Regions from separate parts of the Mus musculus genome. Here all the other regions are linked to region 3. The links are chromatin contacts, called in public promoter capture Hi-C maps. All regions are on one chromosome and are shown on one strand. The core of a region is the stretch at or near the end of the contact, and the rest is flanking DNA. Distances in the headings are between cores, read along the strand shown. Region 1 holds the start of Zfp953 (zinc finger protein 953). Region 2 holds the start of Zfp708 (zinc finger protein 708). Region 3 holds the start of Ctsl (cathepsin L). Region 4 holds the start of Zfp712 (zinc finger protein 712). Region 5 holds the start of Mterf3 (mitochondrial transcription termination factor 3). Region 6 holds the start of Zfp595 (zinc finger protein 595). Region 7 holds the start of Zfp457 (zinc finger protein 457).

The links. Promoter capture Hi-C pulls out the DNA fragments that hold promoters and counts their contacts.
Region 1: a contact with region 3 is called in a promoter capture Hi-C map of pre-B cells, with 7 times the contacts expected there. The contact joins the promoter of Zfp953 here to the promoter of Ctsl in region 3. A contact is called at or near these places in 2 of 39 promoter capture datasets (cranial neural crest and pre-B cells).
Region 2: a contact with region 3 is called in a promoter capture Hi-C map of pre-B cells, with 2.6 times the contacts expected there. The contact joins the promoter of Zfp708 here to the promoter of Ctsl in region 3. A contact is called at or near these places in 3 of 39 promoter capture datasets (cranial neural crest, hippocampal neurons and pre-B cells).
Region 4: a contact with region 3 is called in a promoter capture Hi-C map of pre-B cells, with 4 times the contacts expected there. The contact joins the promoter of Zfp712 here to the promoter of Ctsl in region 3. A contact is called at or near these places in 4 of 39 promoter capture datasets (cranial neural crest, hippocampal neurons, liver and 1 more).
Region 5: a contact with region 3 is called in a promoter capture Hi-C map of pre-B cells, with 2.5 times the contacts expected there. The contact joins the promoter of Mterf3 here to the promoter of Ctsl in region 3. A contact is called at or near these places in 6 of 39 promoter capture datasets (the 3T3-L1 cell line, cranial neural crest, liver and 3 more).
Region 6: a contact with region 3 is called in a promoter capture Hi-C map of pre-B cells, with 5 times the contacts expected there. The contact joins the promoter of Zfp595 here to the promoter of Ctsl in region 3. A contact is called at or near these places in 4 of 39 promoter capture datasets (cranial neural crest, hippocampal neurons, liver and 1 more).
Region 7: a contact with region 3 is called in a promoter capture Hi-C map of pre-B cells, with 3 times the contacts expected there. The contact joins the promoter of Zfp457 here to the promoter of Ctsl in region 3. A contact is called at or near these places in 2 of 39 promoter capture datasets (cranial neural crest and pre-B cells).

The regions. Positions count from the first base shown.
Region 1 is chr13:67,358,785-67,361,944 of GRCm38.p6, reverse strand. Zfp953 (zinc finger protein 953) reads left to right here and starts at 1,373. Exons shown (of 4, transcript NM_001038651.3): 1 at 1,373-1,441. The coding sequence starts at 1,436. It overlaps Gm17039 (predicted gene 17039), which reads right to left and starts at 1,280. Exons shown (of 2, transcript NR_167764.1): 1 at 882-1,280; 2 at 1-773.
Region 2 is chr13:67,079,996-67,083,045 of GRCm38.p6, reverse strand. Zfp708 (zinc finger protein 708) reads left to right here and starts at 1,501. Exons shown (of 4, transcript NM_001012448.2): 1 at 1,501-1,596. The coding sequence starts at 1,591.
Region 3 is chr13:64,369,247-64,372,481 of GRCm38.p6, reverse strand. Ctsl (cathepsin L) reads left to right here and starts at 1,962. Exons shown (of 8, transcript NM_009984.4): 1 at 1,962-2,246.
Region 4 is chr13:67,059,691-67,062,900 of GRCm38.p6, reverse strand. It overlaps Zfp712 (zinc finger protein 712), which reads left to right and starts at 1,731. Exons shown (of 4, transcript NM_001166218.1): 1 at 1,731-1,838. The coding sequence starts at 1,833.
Region 5 is chr13:66,931,496-66,934,625 of GRCm38.p6, reverse strand. It overlaps Mterf3 (mitochondrial transcription termination factor 3), which reads left to right and starts at 1,554. Exons shown (of 8, transcript NM_025547.4): 1 at 1,554-1,691. It overlaps Ptdss1 (phosphatidylserine synthase 1), which reads right to left and starts at 1,796. Exons shown (of 13, transcript NM_008959.3): 1 at 940-1,796. The coding sequence starts at 1,118.
Region 6 is chr13:67,331,256-67,334,475 of GRCm38.p6, reverse strand. Zfp595 (zinc finger protein 595) reads left to right here and starts at 1,916. Exons shown (of 5, transcript NM_177622.3): 1 at 1,916-2,009. The coding sequence starts at 2,004.
Region 7 is chr13:67,304,807-67,307,985 of GRCm38.p6, reverse strand. It overlaps Zfp457 (zinc finger protein 457), which reads left to right and starts at 1,574. Exons shown (of 4, transcript NM_001003666.2): 1 at 1,574-1,636. The coding sequence starts at 1,631.

The DNA.
Region 1 (3,160 bases), core at 124-2,623, 3.0 Mb before region 3:
CCAATTTGATTTATCCAGTAGTTTTAAATCAAGGAACAAGGTTTACACAACAGAACCTTGTAAATGTGAGAAGTCAGTAGAGAGTCTAGACCTTTGAGTAGAGAATTTAGCATAACAAAACATAGCAACACACCGAACCTCAACACATACACATATTAGAAAACTTGCTATGCTCAGAAATTCTGTCCTTGTGGTTGCTGACAATGCCTTCCACTGCAATATTCAGGAGGAGGACAGACCACTCATGACCTCATTCTAAACAGACATGCCAATCAAGTGTCCAGGTGAATGTACTGCTTCTTGACTCTAGTTTCTCTAAATCGAGGAAGGTGTTCTGCATCCATAGGTAAACACACTCCCTGACAAAGAACTCAATAGGGACTCTGCACAGTCTTTGCTCTGAAACAGCTTCCTTTTGAATCATAATATATCAGGGAAGTATGAAGCCTTTTCTGCAATGGGGTTTGTAACTTTGACTCAAGCTTGAACTTCACAGGAATAAACCTTCCCAAGAAGAGATGGGAATTCTCAATATTGTATGTTTCCAGTGTAACTTCTTTAATATACCGACCTCATTTGGCAATGCTATGAACATATTTCTGATACCTTTGTATTCAAGAAGGAATTATCTCGGTGTTCTGCTTCGGAGAAATAACGGAAGTTCAAGGCGGATACCACTGATGTTCAAATATTGCCAAATATGAACGATGACAGGCTCACATGAGAGACGGAGAATTCAATACGGAACATCAAACCTAACACAGGCAGAAATCCTATAATACAAAATGGACCAAGAGTTAGGACATACACCACTGCGATCCCAGGAGCTCTGCTCCTCCTCTTGGGAGAGATGCAGAGGAAAGCAAGTGCTCAGAAAATACCTGATGGTTGCTGGCTTTGAATTCTAAGTCTTTTGTCTTAAGCACCTGATATGCTGCGTAGCAGGCAGGGTCACCAAGGATGGTTTCAAGAGCACCTTAAATTAGCTCTTGCTTCCATATTTTTAAGTAAAGCAAGTCATGAAAGTGCGAGTTTTCCATGTGGTAGTAAGATAGTTTAAAATCACGGTGTTCTAGCAGAAATAACTAAGAAACCTGATAAACATCACTGTGAAAGGGTCGACTCACAGGCTAACATTGCGTGCTGGGACCACAGAACTTTAAATGAATCCAAATGCCCTGTGACTGCCCAAGTGCAGAAGACTGTTTCTTCCCAACTTCAAGGAATCACAGTCAGGATACCAGCAGGTGAACAACCCAGTTCTGTGGGTTCATGGAAGTTCTTCGCACTGATTTGTGGGAAATGTAGTCCGGATGCCTGTGACGTCATCAGAAGGCTGGCCGTTGCTATCAAACTTCCGCATTTGATTTTCAAACTTAACTTCTCCCCAGAGTTAGGCGTCTGTCCTGTTGAAACCTTCGTTTGGATCTCTGACATGGAGGTTGGTGCAGGGAACACCGCAACCTTGCAGATCTGAGGGACTGTGCAGGGTGGCGTATCGGGCACGGAAGGAGCTTATCTGGGCTTGTTATGAGACAGGGCAAGCTGCTGACCTGGAGATGTTGTGCTGACCTAGGCTAGGGAAGAAAGTTGGAAACAACAGGATGGCAAGGGCAGGCTGGGTCTGCTGACTGCTTATTTCTGAGATGCTGAAAGGAGCGCACTCATCTTTACTGGGGAAATATGCTCTGCCTAGCTGACCCGTTCTCACGTGGCTGTAGTCAGATTCTCAGGAGATTTAGAACACTTGGACATCTAGCGCCTCCTATACTCTGTGTTCTATCTAGTACTGGAGTTTGACTTCACAAATCTTCCTAAAGTTCCTAGTGCCAGGGACAAAGAGTCCCGTGAGGGTGATTGTTGTGTGGAATGTTAGTTCCTTTTCCTTTGGAATAAAGTGTTAGATTTATGGATGCCTCGGGTTGAATAAGAACTCAGGATGTATAATCCTGTACCTGAATCACCACAATACATGGCTGTATAGCCACAGAGTAGTCCTGTAATTGATATGAACCAGTGTTTGCACAATCCAAATAATTATGAATTTTGCCCTTCTGCTAAAAAAAAAAAACACTAGACAATAATACTCAACAATTCTTAGTATGTGTTCTGTCCAAAATTTGGACTCCTTCTCAGATATGAGAGATGACTTGGTGAGATGAGAGAAATGGAACTCATGATCTCTGGAAGGGACTGGAATGTCTCTGAAAGAGAAAGGAGATGGCCCTCCTCTGGTCACATGATTTTCTTCTGTCTGTTCACATTATCAGAAATATCTAAATTCTCTTAAATGCACTCTGTCCCTGTATCTGGCACCCAGCTTTACTGCTGCTCACTGGACATTTCTAGAATGATTTCCTCATGTTTTCCTGTGGTTGTAAGAAAAATTCAGAAAGCTCTGGCACACTTGGGGTCTTATAATTTTCACATAGGTTCCTGTCCATGCAAAATGCAGTTCTCCTCTTAAAGGGTTAAGAGACAGTTTAGTCAGCCTTTTGAGTGGCCATTATCTGAGAATACAGACTTAGGTTAATCCAAATTCTGTGCTTCAACACAAGGCAGTTTCATGGTTTTACAGAACAGAGAATGTCATTAACCAAGGAAAATTTAAAATACATTGGTGTGTGTCTCATAGAGTCATCGGAGATATTCTATTTACCTAAGATACCATCTGATGAGGTTTTAGCTTTTGGACTGATAGAATTTCATGTTCTGCCTTGTCAGTGGATTCTGAGAGGTTTTTTATCTATTGTCACAAGCTGTGTGGTCCACTATAGAGTGAGGTAATGACTGTCCCTGAAGAGAAAACCAACCCAAGGTAAGACAGCTAACCCTGAACCTGCAGAATTCCAGGCTCTGCCCCTCCGTGAACTTCCACATGGGCCACCAGTGTCTGCACACAAAGACTCCTTGTAAGAGTTTTGCATTCACAGAGTACACACAGGTTTTTGTGTGTGTGTGTGTGTGTGTGTGTGTGTGTGTGTGTGTGTGTGTGTTTTGCAGGGTTTCTCCTCCACAGCTCCTATCACTATTTTCAGTGATCTTGCTTATATTGTCACTCCTCAGTCCAATTGAGTGTTAGTGAGCCGGAGCCTGGCTTATGGCATTGAAGTCTACTCCCAGAAAGCATGGGCTTCAGACAACCTTGTTCTACTAATGG
Region 2 (3,050 bases), core at 252-2,751, 2.7 Mb before region 3:
TCTATGTAGCAGTGGTTCTCAATCTTCCTAATGCTGTGAGCCCTTAATACAGTTCCTCATGTTGTGACTCCCCAACCATAAAATTATTTTTTGATATTTTATCACTAATTTTGCTGTTATGAATTGTAATGTAACTATGTGATATGCAGATGATCTTAAGCAACCCCTGAAAAGGGTTGTTTGACCCTCAAGGGGTCATAACTTGCATGTTGAAAATTGCTTTATAGCAGGGCGCGGTGGCACATGACTTTAATCCCAACACTCGGGAGGCAGAGGCAGGCAGATTTCTGAGTTAGAAGCCAGCCTGGTCTACAAAATGAGTTCCAGGACAGCCAGGGCTACACAGAGAAACCCAGTCTCGGAAAAGAAAAAAAAAAAAAAAAAAAAAAGGAAGGAAGGAAGAGAAAAAAGAGAAAATTGCTGTTATATAGACTTCCAGCAGAAGGTGTGGTCCAGATTAAAATTGTTATCTTCCCACCTCAGGATTGGAATTAAAGGCATGTATTTCCACCTGTTGCAGTAATTCCCCAACCCTGATACCCCAATAAGTCTATGCAAAAACCACACAACTCAGTTACATTATTTACAAGCTGCACGCTTAGACTGAGCAGATTTATCACTACACTACTCTATTCCCCAGCTGTGAGATCCCACATTATTTGCTGCCTCTCAGGGCCTTGTGGTTCTGCTCCATCTTCCTCTTATCTTCTCTTCCTCAGTCTTCTTCCTCCCTCGCTCCCTACTCTTCCCTCACTTCCTAAAACCTCTAGCCCCACCTTTCCCTTCCACTGCCCAATCACAGGCTCTAGTCTTTATTTGACCAGTTAGAATGGGGAGAAGGTTCACAGGAAATCACCTGAGTATGTGATCCACTCCTCTCAGGGGCAACCCCTCTTGAGGAAGCTGAATTAACATCAGAATACAAACAGCACCAGGGCAACCCACAACATCTACCTCACAAGTCATGACTAGAAGTGGATCCACCCACTTCAAACAAACAAAAATCCCTCAAAGGTGTCCCTTGTATTTCTTCTGGATTCCATCTAATTCTAGATGTAGTCAAGTACCAAGAATAGAAATCACAGGAGAAAAGAGTTTATTTGGTTTACATAACCTGGATTGCTGTCCATTGGAAGAAGCCAAGGCTGGAATTCAAAGAGGGCAGGAACCCGGAGGCAGGAGCTGCTGATGGTTTTTATTTTAAATCTAGTATAATTGAGTCAATGAGTTTTCCTCCTGCCAAAAGACTCTAGGAACCCCAGAGCTTTTTAGGTAACGTCTTTGATCAGAGTAAGAAGTAAACCTAATACAAGTTGCCGTCAAAGGCTGGATTTATATTCCCACAAGACCTTTGTAAATTTGAGACTTAAAAAGCAGCCTAATCCAGTGACAGGCTATAAATAGTTCTCCCTGACTTTGGTTCAGGGCAGTCCTTCGCGTAGACTTCTGGGAAATGTAGTCTCTCTTAGCATGACTCCGCTAGACCGGACTCTACTCCTCTGTGCTTCCGGTTCATTTTGCTTTTGTGTTTCTCCAAACTCTGCGGCTTTCTCAAAGTTGGAACAGTGTGGCTTGCGCTCCGCGCTCGACATGGAGGTTGGTCCCGGCTGCAGCCTAGCCTTGCAGGCCTCATGAACTATACGGGTGGGCGGGCCCGGGGTGCAGGGAGCCGGGGAGGGCTGGGCGGGAGGCGGAGAGAAGCCCACGTGGTCCTGCAGTGCGGACCTAGGCTTGGCCAGAGTGCAGGGGTGGGGCGCACGCACGGTGCAAGGAGTGATTGCTCTGTTAGGACAGAGCGGCTGACAGAGTCAATCATGTGTTTCAGGGACCTGAGAGGTGGCCTGCTACTGCGAGAATGGAGACTGGAAAGTCTAGGGTTGGTAGAGCAGGGTGGCTTGGCTGACCGTGCCAGAGGCAGGCTGTGATGAGAGCTCATACCCCACCTTGGCTGGGGAAGCTTGCTGTTAACTAGTTTTCACATTGCTGTTGTCAGATCCCTCAGGAAATCTAGAGCAAGTGGGTTTTTCTGGGCCCTCCCGTATTCAATGAGAGGCCCAGGACTCTGATTTTGAGTTCGTGTGGCTCATAGTTTCCAGGACAGTGAGTTCTGCGGGGGAGTTTGGTGTATGGGATGTTCGTCCCGTTTTCTTTGTGATAAATTGTTAGTTTTCAGGGCGGCTCACTTTGGATAGGAATCACTCCTTTACCCACTGTGACAGAACCCTCACATTCACACACCTGTATGAGGAAAAAAAAAAAAATCTCATCGAGGGGGCACTCTGAACTTTGTCCCAGCTATCACTGATCCTACAACACTGCAGAGTGGAAAATACTAGAGATTATTACCACATACAATTGCACCGGAGACTGCGATGTCAGAAATTTGGTGTTGTGTGGAAAGATTGAGAGTGAAGTTGAAGAGCTGTGGCTCACTCAGGGTCCTGTGATTGTATACAGCCAATGCTCACCCTGCCCTTTGTATACAGCCGCTGCTCATCCTGACATTTGTACTGTTTTTGCCACACTTCAGTCAAATTGATTTGTGTGCTGGAGACTGACTTACAGCATTAAAATCTATACCTGAGAAGCATGGGCTTTAAACTACATCAATACCAATACTTTCTATGTATCATCTAACAATCATTAAAATATGGACATTTTCTAATTAATGTCACTAATCTGCAGGAAACTAAGAATGTGCCGTTTTACACTGTTTAAGGTGTGAAAAGTACATTTTCTTGTACCTTAAATCTCGTTTCCTACAATGTAGAGGTGATACAGCAATAAGCACAATTATATTATAGGTCACAACACATAGATGTTTGATATCTATCTATCTATCTGTCTGTCTATCTACACTTTTACTTAATATATTTCTTAAACAGATCTATGATTGAAAATAAAACATCAGTGTATGCTGTGCTGTTTCCTGTTACATCTGCATTTGGGAGGTGGAAGCAGGAAATACAGTCCTTTGGGCATATGCTGAGTCTTATGTTGACTTATTCTTTTAGCTTTTTGTGGGTTCTCCATACTGATTGCCAGAGTTG
Region 3 (3,235 bases), core at 713-3,212:
CTGCCACCAGGCCCAGTATGAATATGCTTTTTAAAGTTTTTTTGGGGTTTTTTTGTTTGTTTGGTTGGTTGGTTTTTTTTCGAGACAGGGTTTCTCTGTGTAGCCCTGGCTGTCCTGTAACTCACTCTGTAGACCAGGCTGGCCTCGAACTCAGAAAATCGCCTGCCTCTGCCTCCCAAGTGCTGGGATTAAAGGCGTGCACCACCACGCCTCTTAAGACACTTTTTAAAAACTCATGTTGCAGCTAGGTATGGTGATGCACACCTTTAATCTCAGCACTAGGGAGGCAGAAACAGATTTATTTGAGTTCCAGGACAGCCCAGTCTACAAAGGGAGTTCCAGGACAGCCAGGAAATCAAAAATCCTGTCTCAAAAAACAACCACAACAACAAAAGCCTCATTTTCGGGGAGGTGTACATGTGCCAACAGCACATACAAAAGTCAGAGAACAACTTTTGGCTCTCTTCTTTCACCATATAGATCTCTGAGATTGAACTTAGGCTTGGGTTCAGGCAACTCTTTAACACTAAGCAATCTCACCAAGCCCTGAACGTGATCTTTTAAATCACTTTTAAAAAAATACTTCTTTTAGGGCCAGGAGGTAGTGGCGCACTCCTTTAATCCCAGTACTTGGGAGGCAGAGGCTGGCGGATCTCTGTGAGTTTTGAGGACAGCCTCATCTATAGAGCAAATTCCAGGACAGCCAAGGCTACACTGAAAACCCTGTCTCAGAAAATATTTTAAATACTATTATAAAAGACATTACAAGTCAGGCAGTAGTGGCGCACGCCTTTAATCCCAGCACTTGGAAGGCAGAGACAGGCGGGTTTCTGAGTTCGAGGCCAGCCTGGTCTACAGAGTGAGTTCCAGGACAGCCAGGGCTACACAGAGAAACCCTGTCTCAAAAACAAAAACAACAACAAAAACAAAACAAAAAAAAAGACAATACAAATTTTTAAAAATCACATACTGAAATTAACCAAACTCAAATATTATAAAGCTTCTAAACAGAATAGCCAATAAAAAAAATCTTATATGGCTAAAAAAAAATTACACTTTACCGAATTATTTTCTTTCAATCTTACCTATACCTGTATATATATTTTTTCTCTATCCAAGTAATTTCTTCAAGCTACACAACTACAGCCTTCTATTAAATATTACTCTTCTTGAGTGAGGAAGAGGAAACTAAAGCGGATAGCTCGGAGATAGCTTTAATCCCGGCTCTTGAGAGGCAAAACCAGGATGCCTGTGATTGCCTGGTCTACATTATTAAACCCTATAACCCCTATCTCAAACACATACTTATATCTTTTCCAGCGAATTTATCAAATTCCAGAAGTGGCGCATGCCTTTAATCCCAAAACTTGGGAGGCAGAGGCAGGCGGTTCTGAGTTCGAGGCCAGCCTTGGTCTCCAGAGTGAGTTCCAGGACAGCCAGGGCTACACAGAGAAACCCCGTCTCGAAAAGACAAAAAAAAAAAAAAAAAGGAAAAAGAAAGAAAAAAATTGAAAGTAAGAAAAACAATTCATAATGTAAAGTAGGAAAACAGTCTCCATCGTTCTCAACCGCTTTTTTTCTTTTCTTTTCTAGCCACCATCCTACAACCCCACCCCCACCGCCGCGTCCCCGCCTGCCACGAAAAGAATTTCTACCAGACTTGAGAGAAATGCTCCTAAGGAACAATCCATGTATAGGTAAGGCAGGAAGTGCGGCGTTAGAAGCCACGTGCTGATCTAAATTCTATGGACACCCGTCCAGCCAGACCCTGGAGAGGTGACTCTGTCCTCCGCTCTGTCTTCTTCCACTTACATCAGCATTGTTGTGGGTTAAACAGAAACCACGGGTTATGCAACTCTCCACCCTGCACATTTTAATCTACAACTTTCATACAAAAGGAAAGGTATGGCTGAGGTGGAAATTCCACAGCAGGCCTTTTTTTTCCTACGCTTTTCTTACAGAACCAAGGCACCACGCTGGCGTGGACCCTCCAAAGTGGATCAGCCTCGCCCCAAGGCTTGCACCACAGGACAGGTTACGACCCGGCGGCGTCACGCGCCCGGACTCCCGCAGGCTCCGCCCCGAGGCAGGCATAGCCAATGACGGGGCGGGGGCGGGCCCTGTCGGGGCTGTAGCCTGAGAGGCTTTAAAGCCTGAGCCCGGCGCTGTTCCTCCAGATTCTCGGACCTCGGCGACCTCCGGGGATCCGAGTTTGCAGACTTCTTGTGCGCAGCTAGCCGCCTCAGGTGAGTGACCCCCGCGGGTTTAAAGGCTTCCCGAGCAAGGGCAGGTAGGGGAATCTAGAATGTGGGAACCATAGCATCTGCAACCCGGACTGGAGACCCCCGGATGGGCCAGGATCTCGAGGATGTGTCCTCGGCCTCCCCGAAGTGATAGGCCCTTGTTGTCGAGCGGGGTCTTCATCAGGTCATGTGACTCCGGGCTGCCGGGACCCGTAGGGACAGCGGGACCCCCTCAAGCTGGTCACGGGACCCAGGGCTCCTTGTGCCGCCATAACATTCGCGGGCGGTGGCCGCGAGCGCGGAGCGGACGCCCATCCCCCTCTCCCCCGGACGGGCCCAGCTTGGCCCCTAACCCGAACTGAGATCGCATAAGGAGGCATCGCCTTGAGGCTTCAGTTCGCCTGATGTGCAGCTGTGCGTTAAAGTGTGTGGTGGCAACCCACCCTCTGGGTACTCCTGTATGCCCACTTGGGGTCACTAATACTTGTCAATAAATGACCTGGACCCAGTTGTCCTCTTAAGATTCTGACGCATACAATATCGGAAGACTTAAGACTACCGTGGCGCTATAATAAGAGAAAGTGGGGGGGGGGCTGTCGAGATGGTTCAGCGGGTAAGAGCACTGACCGCTCTTTCAAAGGTCCTGAGTGCAAATCTCAGCAACCACATGGTGGCTCACAACCACCCATAATGAGATCTGACACCCTCTTCTGTGCGTCTAAAGTCAGCTACAGTGTACTTATGTATAATAATAAATCCTTAAAAAAAAAAAAGCAAGAGAAAAGGGTTTACCCCTGTTCCAATGACTACTAGGCTGTTTTTGTTTCAGTAGCTAGAGTCTAGGAACCTCCAAAGATTAATTCCTGACTTGTTTTTCTCCACTCATAATCACATTTGTTAACACGTGCAAGGATGCTTCAACTCAGAACGGTTTACTGCTGGGCTGGTGGCTCATGGATCCCTAAACTTGAGAGATGGGTCATTGAAAAAGT
Region 4 (3,210 bases), core at 482-2,981, 2.7 Mb before region 3:
TTTATGGTCAGAGATAGTCTATGGATTTAGAGCTTTATTGTAGAAAGGCAGGGAGAAAGGAGAGAAGGTAGAAAGAGAGAGAGAGTCTGGCCATGGCTATGTGGAGAGAGCAGGAAGGGAAAGAGAGAAAGAGAGCTAGGGAGTAAGAAAGGTGAAAGCTTAAGAGAGTGAGGTGGAGCCAAGCAGCCCCTCTTATAGTGGGCTGGCTATCTTTCTGTTGCTAGGTAACTGTGGGGCGGAGTCTAGCCAGAATGCCAGCAGCTTGGGACATTGTCTATGTCACTGATAGCCACAAGCCTCTCCTTTGGGGACTGTTGGGGGCGGTAACTTCGACAGGAGCTAGGGGTCCAGGAGACATGATCGAATGCCTTCTGTCCCATGTAGGTGAAAATTACCACCCACCGGGTCCCACCGGGGTTCAAGACCTAACTAAGTTCGACTGGAGACCAGGCTGTCTCTGTGCATAGCCCATTGCCCCACAATTGAATTCTAGAACAGTTTGAGTTTGAGATTTAGCAATGCCCTGTCATTGAGTTAGCAAAGACATTTTAAGATTAACTGCTTTGTGTGTCTGTGTTTTTTATCCAAAGATCCAGTATTCTCTAGGTGAGGGGCTGATAGCACTGCCTGTTCCCAGAGCTTAGGTGGGGTAGCAAAAGGTACATGTAACACTTTAGTATGCAAGTTTACTCAAAGCATATACATTCTGTGATCTCATTTTCTGAATCTGTTTTGTTTTTGAGTGGGGAGTCATGTATACCAAACATGTTTCAAACTTTCTATATGTCTATAGGTGACCTCGGACTCCTATTCCTATCTCCAGTAACCAACATCTGGGATTTTCAACATGTAAAACCACACTTGCTTCTATACAATCATCTTTAGTTTGAAGTTCCAGTTATTTGGACCAACACTTTTTCACATGTTCATTGTCTGTTTTCATTTCTCATTTTAAGAATTGTCTTCTCAAAATATTAGCTCATTTTTTTAATCCATGTTTGCCTTGTGATGTGAAACATTTTGGGGTGGGTGAGATAGCTCAGAGGTTAAGAGCACTAGCTGCTCTTCCGAGGGTCCTGAGTTCAAATACCAGCAACCACATGGTGGCTTACAACCATCCATAATGAGACCTGACTCCCTCTTCTGGTGTGTTTGAGGACAGCTACAGTGTACTTACATATAATAATAAATCTTTTTTAAAAACAAAACAAAAACAAACAAACAAACACAGCTGGGCAGTGGTGGCGCACACCTTTAATCCCAGCACTTGGGAGGCAGAGGCAGGAGGATTTCTGAGTTAGAGGCCAGCCTGGTTTGTAGAGTGAGTTCCAGGACAGCCAGAGCTATACAGAGAAACCCTGTCTGGAAAAACAAACCAAACCAAAGCAAAGCAAAACAAAAACAAAAACGAAACATTTTGTAGGAAGCAGGTTGAGTTTTAAAATCACAATATATGGACCCAAAGTATCCAGTACACATAATAAACAATGCTGTCAAAGGTTCAACCCATACTCATTTTGAAAATTTAAACGCGGTACCCTGACTCCCCGTGGCTATCCACCTTCAGAAGTGGCTTGTTTCTACCCATTCTCTTTGGCAAACAGCCTGACAGTAACTTGGGAACGTTTCAAATCACCTACCACGGCTTTGTGAAACTCGCTCGCAGAGAATTGTGGGAAATGTAGTCTCGTCCGCGGCGACGTCACAAACAGGGACTCTGGGAAGGGCGCTTCCGTGTTTCTTCTGCGCCTGTGTGTGTCTCCCTCTCTGGCGGTCTTCTCCAAAGTTGGGCCAGTGTCGGGTCCTGTGCGCGCTCTGGTAGCATCTCTGGCATGGAGGTTGGTCCCAGGATGTAGCGCAGCCAGAGGGACGTTGCGGGGTGGGCGGGTCCGCCTTGGAGGGAGGCGGGAAGAAGTTGAATGGGAGGTACTGTGGTGACCTAGGCTTGTCCATTCCGGTGCTGGTTAACGCTGGAGGAGGGATGGAGCTGGGAGTGGCCTCTCTTTTAAGGTGCCGTTGCCCTGTTCTGTCCTGCACTTCTGGGGCAGGAGAGCTGGCTCGGTAGCCTAGGAATGGAGAAGGGTGCCTGGCAGGGTGCATCTGCTGTCAGCTTGTGCCTGAGGTGTGGAAGCATGCCCTTAGCTGACACTGTCTCGATGGCTTCTGTTATCCGGAATTTAATAGATGTATATACAATGCAGTCCGATCAAATCCACCCCTACTGTCCCCTACTTCAACAGTACCAGGTATCTCCCAAAATGCTCCACTCCCAATTTCCTGTCCTGGTGGTTTTGTTTTTGTTTTATAACCCACTGAGTCCACTTAGTATTGCTCTAGTGTGCATACCTGTGTGTATGGGGCGGGGAAGGGAGGGCGCACAGGACATCCCCTAGAACGTGGACGCTCACTGGCCACACCTCCAAGCAAAATAAACAAACAAACAAACAAACAAAACGAATCTCTTTTTCAGTGGTCATGAATTCCAACCGATCCTTAGCTAAGGGTGGGGCCTTGTGAACCCCTCCCCTTTCCCTGTTGAAGTTTTGACTGACGTTATTTGTGTGTTATGCTGGTAACCATAGCTACCTTTTCCCCCTTCCTATTGCCATCCTTTTGTGTTTGTATTGGGATTTTGAGTCAGTTTCTTGTGTAGTCCAGGCTGCCCTGAAGTGTTCTGTGTAGCTGATAGTGACGTTAACTTCCGTTCCTCCTGACTTCTCCTCCTCTTTACTCCTCTGTGCCCTAGGAAGATGGCCATCTGTCACTTTGTTCTTTCCTTTGTGACTTGCCCCTTAAACCTTCTCTATTCTTTCAGATGACTATTAAGCCATAACTTATTGGTTAAGACAGGATCTAATTACTAATTTGCTTAGGAAATGGCAGAATTTCACTGGGTATATAAACAACATATGAGATGTAGAAAAGAAATTTGGAGATGCTCATATATTTATTTTAATTTATAAATATCAGTGAAGGATGCTTTGCTAAATATTGATCAAGACACCATGCCATGTTCCATTTATAGTGAGTTTGAGTGTTGTTTGTTTATTAACTGTTGGATTTCTTAAGTTGCCTCATAACCAGAGAATTTATATTAAGAAGAAAGACATATTATAGGGATGAAGGCATAAAAGTAGAATGTTAAGATCAAAACAAACTATGTAGCATGAAGACATTTCTTACATTTTGGCCATGTCCCAGGACTGAAGC
Region 5 (3,130 bases), core at 305-2,804, 2.6 Mb before region 3:
AGGGGCCACAGATACAATAGCTTTGTAAGGTACGAAATACACAGCTATTAGAAGTGATCTGAACATGTGTGTATATTTTTAGGGGAATAAGAGAGCCATGTTATGTTGTGTGCATTTTATGTGTTTTGTTTAGTGTGGTTAGCATTCTCTAGTCTCTAGATAATACACAACTGCTTGCCACTATCCCCTTTCAGCCAGTATTTTAGAGATGCATGAGAGGGCAGGATGTGCCCCTTGTGGTCAGCGGTAGCCTATAGAGTACAGTACATTGGAAATGATGGGTATTGGCTTGTGCTTCATGGGAGGCATCCACTGGGATGTGTGTCAACAGCGACTGCTGATGCTGTGGCATTGAGGTGGTGTTTGAGACTGGGAGAAGAGTTACATTAGATGACTTTGGGAAATGTATATAAAAGGAAAAACAGTGTGGTGCACCTCACATGTACATTTGTGTGTGTGCCTGGTAATACTGAATGCCAGAGGATTTTTCTGTGTATGGTGTGTGTTTTATGTGTGTAGTGTGAGTTGAAGGAGGTTCAATCATGAAATGGTTCATGCCATTTGCTGGAGACAGACCACGGATGAGTGGTTAGAGATCAGAGCCTTCTGATAGTGACAGAGAACGATACAGAGCAAGGGGTGTGGATCACCCAGCTAGGTGACCTGCATGAGTTCCTGGTGTGGTCCGACGTAGTGAATGAGAAAGATGGGATTTGGACATGAGGGGTGGCAGGTGGAAAAGTAGGCGGAGAGGACTGTAAGCCACGCGGTAGGCAGAGGAGCTGTGTGGCCCTTGTGTCCCCGAGCTTGCACGCGTGGAACAGCTACTCACTTCCTTACCACCAGCCACACCTGGCCACCCTCCCCTCTACTGCTTCTCGGTCTGTCGTCTCTGTCCTCCTCTCCCCGGCGCTCCGCGCGACTCCAGGCCAGACTTACCTGGTGAAGGCGAAGTACATGAGGCTGATGATGGTGAAGCTGAGCAGGGTGATGGTGTGCGGCCGGTAGAAGAAGTCTATGGTGATGTCCTCCACTTGCTGCTCGTTGATCATGCGGAAATGCATCCTGTAGTTCACATCATCCTTGCTCAGAGTCCTGCTCCCCACGCAGGACGCCATAGTTCTTCTCCCCGTCCTGCCGCGGCCCCGGAGGCCCCGGCCCTAGAAGGCTGGGACCCCGGCAGCGACGGACCGCAGCAGCGAAGGTGCCTGACGCTGGGGCGGGGTCTGGCACCCTGAGAAGGGTGCTAGCCCAGGGAAGGACCCGCGCGCGAGGGCGGGGTCGCGGCGCCACCACCGCGTCCCGGAGCAGGGGGAGAAGGCAGCCTGAAGAAGCAGCCTAGTAGGGCGACATCGTAGAGCTCTCACCCTCCCCACATTACGGCGGAGTGACTGATCCTGGGAACGCGGCGACCAGCTCCAGGGCCTGCAAACCCCAGGCCAGCTCTGTCCCGGTCCCCCGCGGCGTCCCTTCCCGCGCCGCCGCAGATGGTCTCGCCCATTCGCAGCGCAGCCCACGTGGGGGGCGGTGCCGGCCTAGCGTGGCGAATCGCCGGCTTGCGAAGCTACGGTGCACCGTATCCCCGGCGTAGGTTGCACGGTCGCTGTGAAGCAGGAGCGCGAGACCGCCGCCCGGCCGGATTACTGTCCGGCCTACCTGTACCCAGCAGCGTCCGGGAGCCTCGCGGCTTGGTAGGTATCGGTGACCCGGAGAGGAGGTTCGGGCTCGATCGGTCGGTACCTAAACCTTGTGGTGGCAACGTCGCCGGGCTTGTTCATCAGCTTCAGACTAAGGCCCCGAGGATGTCCCGGCTTCCTGCGGAAGTCCTTCCCGGATAAAGCCGGTTGGTTAAAGAGTCTAAGGACTGCGGCTGCGCTGCCCAGAGGCCCTTTATTACGAAGTGCATCTTTCATCATCGGAGCTCGGGATTAGTTGTAAAGATTTTGAACCTAGAAAAGCCTGTTTCGGCTCTTGTTCCTATTCCTAACAACAAAACAAGAGTGCCCGGTAACCGCTGAGAGCTGGCGTACCCTACTAATGAACTTGAGAGATTTTAAGGATTTTTTTTTTTCTTTTGCCCTCTTAATGTACATACCGTAAGGCGTTATTCACGAGTGCACATCTTTACTCGTTTCTGAGTCCTTTGTGTCTTTATTTGTCCTGGACTCACTTCCACTCAACAAACTGGAACCCTCCAAACCTCTAGCTTGGTGCTGAAAAGACCCTGGGAAGGTGGGTCTCGAGAGGGGGCGGGACTGTGCTGTCCTTCTGCACAGACTATCAATCATTGACATTGCTGAGACAGCAAATTTATGTGAAAAGGAGTGCACTGGCAAGTAAAAGTGGAGGGTGAACATTATTAGTCTTTAGCACTCAGATCTTTGAATGCAAATAGAATTTAACAGAGTCTACTAAATGTGGAAAGGGTATTGAATTTGATTCTGGACAGACTCTAGAATGAAATTGGGGTTCTGGGAGCTGGTTTGTAAGTACCCTAGAGCCCTTATTGTAATCCCCAACATTATAAAAAGTACTTTGATGCTGAGAGTGGACCAGTGTTTTTTTCTAGAATAGCATACGTAAAAGCATGTGGAGAATAGTGTCTGAACCTCCATCATCGTGGGCTACAGTGACATATCCAGTCTTGACTGTCAGGACCCCCACTTGTAGATTGGACCTGCCTGGCTGTGCTGAAGTTTCTCTCGAAGCTTGGTCTTGTCTAGGTGGCACAACTTAGTTCCTACTTTAACTATTTTGGAGATGAGAGGGAGTTTGAGGGGAAAATTGGCAGGCTTGGAAGCCCCTTTCCAACTAAAGTTTAGCAAAAATTGCCTATTCCACAAGGTTATTGCCAACACCGCCTTCCTATACCACTTCAGAAGGAAAGATTTGCCCTTGTATTATTCTTAGCAAGCATCCCCCAACTATAACAAGAGATTAAACTCTCAAATGTTTCTTCCTATTCAGGACATAAAACTATCTGAATCCTCTGGCTAGAGAAACAGAACACAACGGCATAAGTAAGAGTTAATTGACAGTTACAGGTTTTTTGTCTGTTTAGTTGAGAATACTGCTGGCTAACATTTATTGAGCACTTTCCATTTATTCATTTATTTGAGCCGTGTCACAC
Region 6 (3,220 bases), core at 667-3,166, 3.0 Mb before region 3:
CCTCACTGTCTGAACTTGGCTTCCCTGGAACTTGCACTGTAGGCTGGCCTTGAATTCAGAGATCTGCATGGCCTTGTCCCTTGTAATGATGGGATTAAATGTGTATACCACTTTGCCTGGATCTAAACTTAGCTGGATGGAATCTTGTCCCAAAATTCTTCAAGCTGTTATTTTCAAGAACATAGGATTCAGCTCCATTTCACTTCTTGGTGTCCCTTTAAGACTTGAACCATATATTTTATTTGTTTTTCCTATGCTTGCTAAGCTTGTTCAAAATGCTCTTCATGAAACTTAACCAGAGAACAAAGTCTCTACTGGGCTATTTTCAGACTTCTTTTGTCAATACAATTAATATAAATCTCTTTACCTTAGACTCAGGTAGACTCATCAGACAAGGACAAAAAGCAGCCACATTCTTCACCAAAATACCACAAAAACTGTCTGTAGGCCACATCACTATCAGCAACAAAGTCTTTCATATTCTTTCTAGGATAGCCCCTTCAGCCCCATTTGAAGCATTCTACTGCTTCCCAATCCAAAGTCCCCAAATCCACATTCTTCCAGACAAATGCGTGGTCATGCCTATCACAACAATACCCCACTCCTGGTACCAACTCCTGTCTTAGTTCAGTAAATAGTACATAGCCTAGTTGTCTTAGGGTTTTAGAGCTGTGAACAGACACCACAACCAAGGCAAGTCTTATAAAAGACAACATTTAATTGGGGCTGGCTTACAGGTTCAGAGGTTCAGTCCAATAATAAGGAGGGAACATGGCAGCATCCAGGCACGCATGGTACAGGAGGAGCTGAGAGTTCTACATGTTCATCTGAAGGCTGCTAGCATACTACTGCTCCCAGGGAGCTAGCAATGGGGTTTGTAACTTTGACTCAAGCATGAACTGCACAAGAATAAGCCTTCCAAAGAAGAGATGGGAATTCTCAATACTCCATGTTTCCAGTGTAACTTCTTTAATACAGTGATATCATTTGACAGTTATATGAACACATTTCTGATACCTTTGTATTCAAGAAGGAGTTATCTTGATGTTCTGCTTCAGAGAAATGTGGGAAGTTCAAGGCAGATACCACTGATGTTCAAATATGGTGAAATATGAATGATGACAGGATCATCAGAGACACAGGAAAATTAATAAGGAACATCAAACCTAACAAAGGAAATCCTATAGTGCACAATGGACCAAGGACGCTTGCCATCCTGTTGTTTCCAACCTTTTCCCCTTCAAACCTGTGCCCAGGGATAGTGGCCTAGCCTTGGTCCACTGTGCACTATAGAATTTCCTGTGTTAGGTTTTGATGTTCCTTATTAATTTTCCTGTCTCTCTGTACATATACCTCTGTGATCCCAAGAGCTCTGTCTGCCTGCCCCCTTCCCCTTGGGAGAGATGCAGGGGAGGAAAGCAGTGCTCAGAAACCACCTGGTGGTAATTAGCTTTGAATTTTAATTTGTTTCTCTTAACCACCTGAGATGCTGCAAGACAATCAGGGTCACCAAGGATGGTTTCAAGAGCATCTTCAAGAGATAATGCTCAGTCCTAAATTAGCTTCCATATTTTTAAGTAACTGATGAATTTTCCATATGGTAGTAAAATACTTTAAATTCCTTTAAAACCACAGCGTCCTAGCAGAAATAACTAGGAAACGTGGTAAACATCACTGTAAAAGGTTCGATGCACAGGCTAACATAGGGTGCTGCGACCACCGGACTTTAAGAGTCCAAATGCCCGTGTCTGCCCATCTGCAGATCCTTGTTTATTCCTAACTTAACCTACTCACGGGTGGCAGGAATTCTGGCGGACAACAAACTAGTTCTGTGGGTTCCTGGAAGTTCTTCGCACTGACTTGTGGGAAATGTAGTCCCTACCACGTTGACGTCACCAAAAGGCTGGCTGTTCTTATCAAACTTCCGCATTTGATTTTCAAACTTAAGCTTCTCCCCAAAGTTAGGCGTCTGTCCTGTTGAGCACTGCGTTTGGATCTCTGACATGGAGGTTGGTGCAGGGAACAGCGCCATCTTGCAGATCTGAGGGACTGTGCAGGGTGGCTGGTCGGGCGCTGAAGATGATTTGAGCTGACCTGGAGATGCTGTGCTGACCTAGGCTGGGCCACTGCCCCTGGGCACAGGTTTGAAGGGGAGAAGGTTGGAAACAACAGGATGGCAAGGGCAGGCTGGGTCTGCTGACTGCCTCTGCCTGAGATGCTGAAGGGAGCGCACTCATCTTTACTGGGGAAACGTGCTCTGCCTGTGCCTACATAGCTGTAGTCAGATTCTCGGGACATACAGAACACGTGGACGTCTAGTGCCTACTAAACTTTATATCCCGTCCACTACTCCAGTTTGATCTCACAAATCTTCCTAAAGTTCTTGATGTCCAGGGACAGAGAGACCTGTGAGGGTGATTGTTTTATGGAATGTTAGTTTCTTTTCCTTTGCAATGAATTGTTGGATTTATGGATGCCTCGAGTTGAAAAGAATTCTGAAGGTACAATCCTATACCTGAATCATCACAATACATGGCTACATAGACACAGAGTAATTTTGTAACTGGTATGAACCAGTGTTTGCCCAAATATGGAATTTGCCCTTCTGCTTAAAAATCGTTAGACAATAATCCTCTTAATAAGTGTTCTGTCCAAAATTTGGACTCCTTTTCAAATATAAAAGATGAGTTGATGTGTGTGTGTGTGTGTGTGTGTGTTTGTTTTTTTCAGGGTTTCTCCACCACAGCCCTCCCCCCTATCTCAGGTGATCTTGCTTATATTGTCACTTTTCAGTCAAACCAAGGGTTAGTGAGCCAGAGCCTGGCTCGTGGCATTCAAGTCTACTCCCAGAAATCATGGGCTTCAGACCACCTTGTCCTATCTACTGGGATTTTCAATGAGTTTCTAACCATACCTAGGATAACAGACATTTCCTCGTTAACTTTGCTAATCTGTAGAAAAAAAAAATAACAGTATATGAAGTCGGAATCGCAATGCTGCCTTGTACATCAAAACATGTTCCTTACAAAGTAGAGAGAGTACAGCATTGTGCTCATATACAATTTATAGGCACCTTATGTTCATATATATTTTTAATTAAACAGCTCTATGACAGAAAAGAGAACTTAAGTGTAATTCTATGACACATTTCTGTCACTTCTGCTTTTTGGGGAGGAGTCAGGAATCCAGAGAATCAAAATCATCGTCTCCTTTATAGCCA
Region 7 (3,179 bases), core at 325-2,824, 2.9 Mb before region 3:
ATTACTGGGGAGGGCAGCCCTCATTTATTCTTCTAACTGCTATCCTGGTGTCCTCCTTTCTTCCCGATGGTATACCCCAGATACTTGCTGTTTCTCATGGCCATGTCTCATCTTTGAGACATGGCATCTTTGTCCTCTTTCCCCATTCTTCCTCCTTTTCCTGGTCTCTCTTCCTTCTCTCTCTCTTCTCGACCCTCTACCAGGTAACTCAAAACCCACCTACCTGTAATTTCTCCAGTAATTGGCTGTAGCCAATTTGATTTAACTAATAGTATTAAATCAAGGAACAAGGTTTGCACAACAGAACCTTGTAAATGTGAGAAGTCTGTGGTAGGCTTAGATCTTCGGGTATAGAATTTAGCATTACATACATAGCAACAGACCAGACCTCAACACATAACACATATTGGAAAACTAGCTATGCTGAGAAATAATAACTTTTGTGGCTTCTGACAATGCCCTTCACTGCAGCATTCAGGAGGAGGACAGACCAGTCATGATGCTTGCCAATCAAGCACAGGTACACACACGTACTGCTCCTTGCCTCTAGTTTCTCTGAGTGAGCAAATGATCTGCATCTCTGGATAAACATACTCCTGAAAAAGAATAGGGACTCTGCACAGTCTTTGCGCTGAAACGGGTTCCTTTTGGATCATTAGGATTCCGGGAAGTATGAAGCCTTTTCTGTAATGGAGTTTGTAACTTTGACTCAAGTATGAACTACACAGGAATAAACCTTCCCATGAAAAGGTAGGGATTCTCAATCCTGCATGTTTCCAGTGTAACTTCTTTATTACAGTGACTTATTTGACAGTAATATGAACATATATCTGATACCTTTGTATTCAAGGAGAAAACACTCAAGTGTTCTATTTAGAAGGGAGGGAAGTTCAAGACAGATAACACTAATGTTCAAATATTTTCAAATATGACCGATGACAGGATCAGTGCAGAGACAGGAAAATCAATAAGAAACATCAAACCTAAGGCAAAGGGAAATCCTGTAAGTGCACAATGGCTCGACAGTCAGTACACACACCATTGTGATCCCAGGAACTCTGCCCCTCCCCTTGGGAGACAGGAAAGCCTGTACTAAGAAAACATCTGCTGGTGACTAGATTTGATCTCCAATTCTTCTATCTTAAGCGACTAAGATGGTTTCAATAGAATCGTAAAGAGATAATGCTCACTCCTACATTAACTTCCTGCTTCCACATTCTTAAATAAAGCAGATCATGAAAGCATGAATTTTTCATTCGTGAATGATTCTATACATAGATCAGAGTTGTAGCAGAGATAACATGGAAACGTGATGAACGTGATTACTGTGAAAGGCTCATCTTACAGGCAAACATTTCGTGCCATGACCAAGGATTTTAAAAGAGCCCAAATTCCATGTGCATGCCCATGTGCAGCTGCTCTCAGTGGACTGTAATCCAGGCAGTGTACAAAAGCTCTTCAGTGGGTTCCCGGAAGTCCTTCCAACTGACTTGTGGGAAATGTAGTCCCATCGCCTGTGACGTCATCAGAAAGAGCTGTCAGCAACAAAATTCCGTATTCTTTCTTCAAACTTCGCTTCTTCTCAAATTTGTGCAGCTGTCCTGTTGAGCGCTGCATTTGGATTTCTGCCATGGAGGTTGGTGCAGGGAACAGCACCATCTTGCAGATCTGAAGGACTGTGCAGGGTGGCGGATAGGGCACAGAGAGTGCCAACTTGGGCTTGTGAGACAGGAAGCTGCTGACCTTGAGGTGCTGTGCTGACCTAGGCTGGGCCACTGTCCCTGGGCACAGGTTTGAAGAGGAGAAGGTTGGAAACAGCAGGATGGCAAGGGCAGGCAGGGTCTGCTCACTGCCTGTGCCTGAGATGCTGACGGGAGCTCACGCATCTTTGCTGGGGAAACGTGCTCTGCCTAGCTGACGGGTTCTCCTGTGGTGGTTGTCAGATTCTTAGGACATACAGAACACGTGGACATCTAGCGCCCCATATACTTTATGTCCTAGAGATTACTCCTGGTTTGAGCTCACACAGCTTCCCAAAGGTCCTAGTGTCTAGGGACAGAGAGTCCTGTGACGGTGATTGTTGTGTGGGTTGTTAGTTACTTTTCCTTTGGAATGAATTGTTAGATTTATGGATGCCTTGGTTAGAGTGGGAATTTCCAATAGACATCTCTGTGACTTGAATCATCACAATACATGGCTATGTAGCCACAGAATAATCTTGTAATTGGTATGAACCTATGTTTGCCCAATCCAGATAATTATGGATTTTGCACATCAAATTAAAATCGCTAGACAGCAGTACCTCAACGGTTCTGAGTATGTGTTCTGTCCAAATTTGGACTTCTTTTCAGATGAGAGACGACTTGGTGTGATGAGAGATTGCTGGGTGGGGCTGGAAAGTCTGAAAGGGAAGAGGAAAATGGCTCTGCTCATCTGCCAGGCTCTGTAAATTGTTCTCTAATCTGCCAGGCTCTGTACATTGCTCTCTAATCTGCCAGGCTCTGTACATTGTACTATGTTTTCTTATCACATGATTTTCTTCTGTCTCTTCACATTGTCAGCAGCGTCTGAACTGTCCTAAATTTAACTGTCTTAAATATTAAATTTTCTGTCCCTCAATGTGACATTCAGGTTTACTGAGGCACCTTTAATAGTTTTAGGAAGAATTCCCCAAGTTTTTCAACTGCTTTGGAACAGCTGGAATATAAATTTGGAAAGCTGTTATACATTTGGGGTCTAATGATTTTTCACATAGGTTCCTGTCTATGCATAGTTCTCCTCCTGAAGGGTTAAGAGAATAGTTTAGTCCAGAGCCATTTGAATAGCCTTGATCTGAGAACACAGATTTACTTTAATCCAAATTCTATGCTCCAACATGGAATCAGTTTCATGGTTTTACAGAACAAAGAATGTCATTAACCAAGGAAAATTTAAAATACTTTGGTGTGAGTCGATAGAAGCATGTACTACGATATATGGGAGATATTCTATTCACCTAAGATACCATCTGCTGAGATTTTAGCTTTTGGATTCATAGAAACTTATGTTCTCCCTTGTCAGTGGATTCTGGGAGGTTTTTATCTATTGTCATAAGCTATGTGGTCCACTATAGAGTGAGGCAAGGACTGACCCTGAAGGTAAAACCAGCCCAAGGTAAGACAGCTAACCCTGAACCTGCA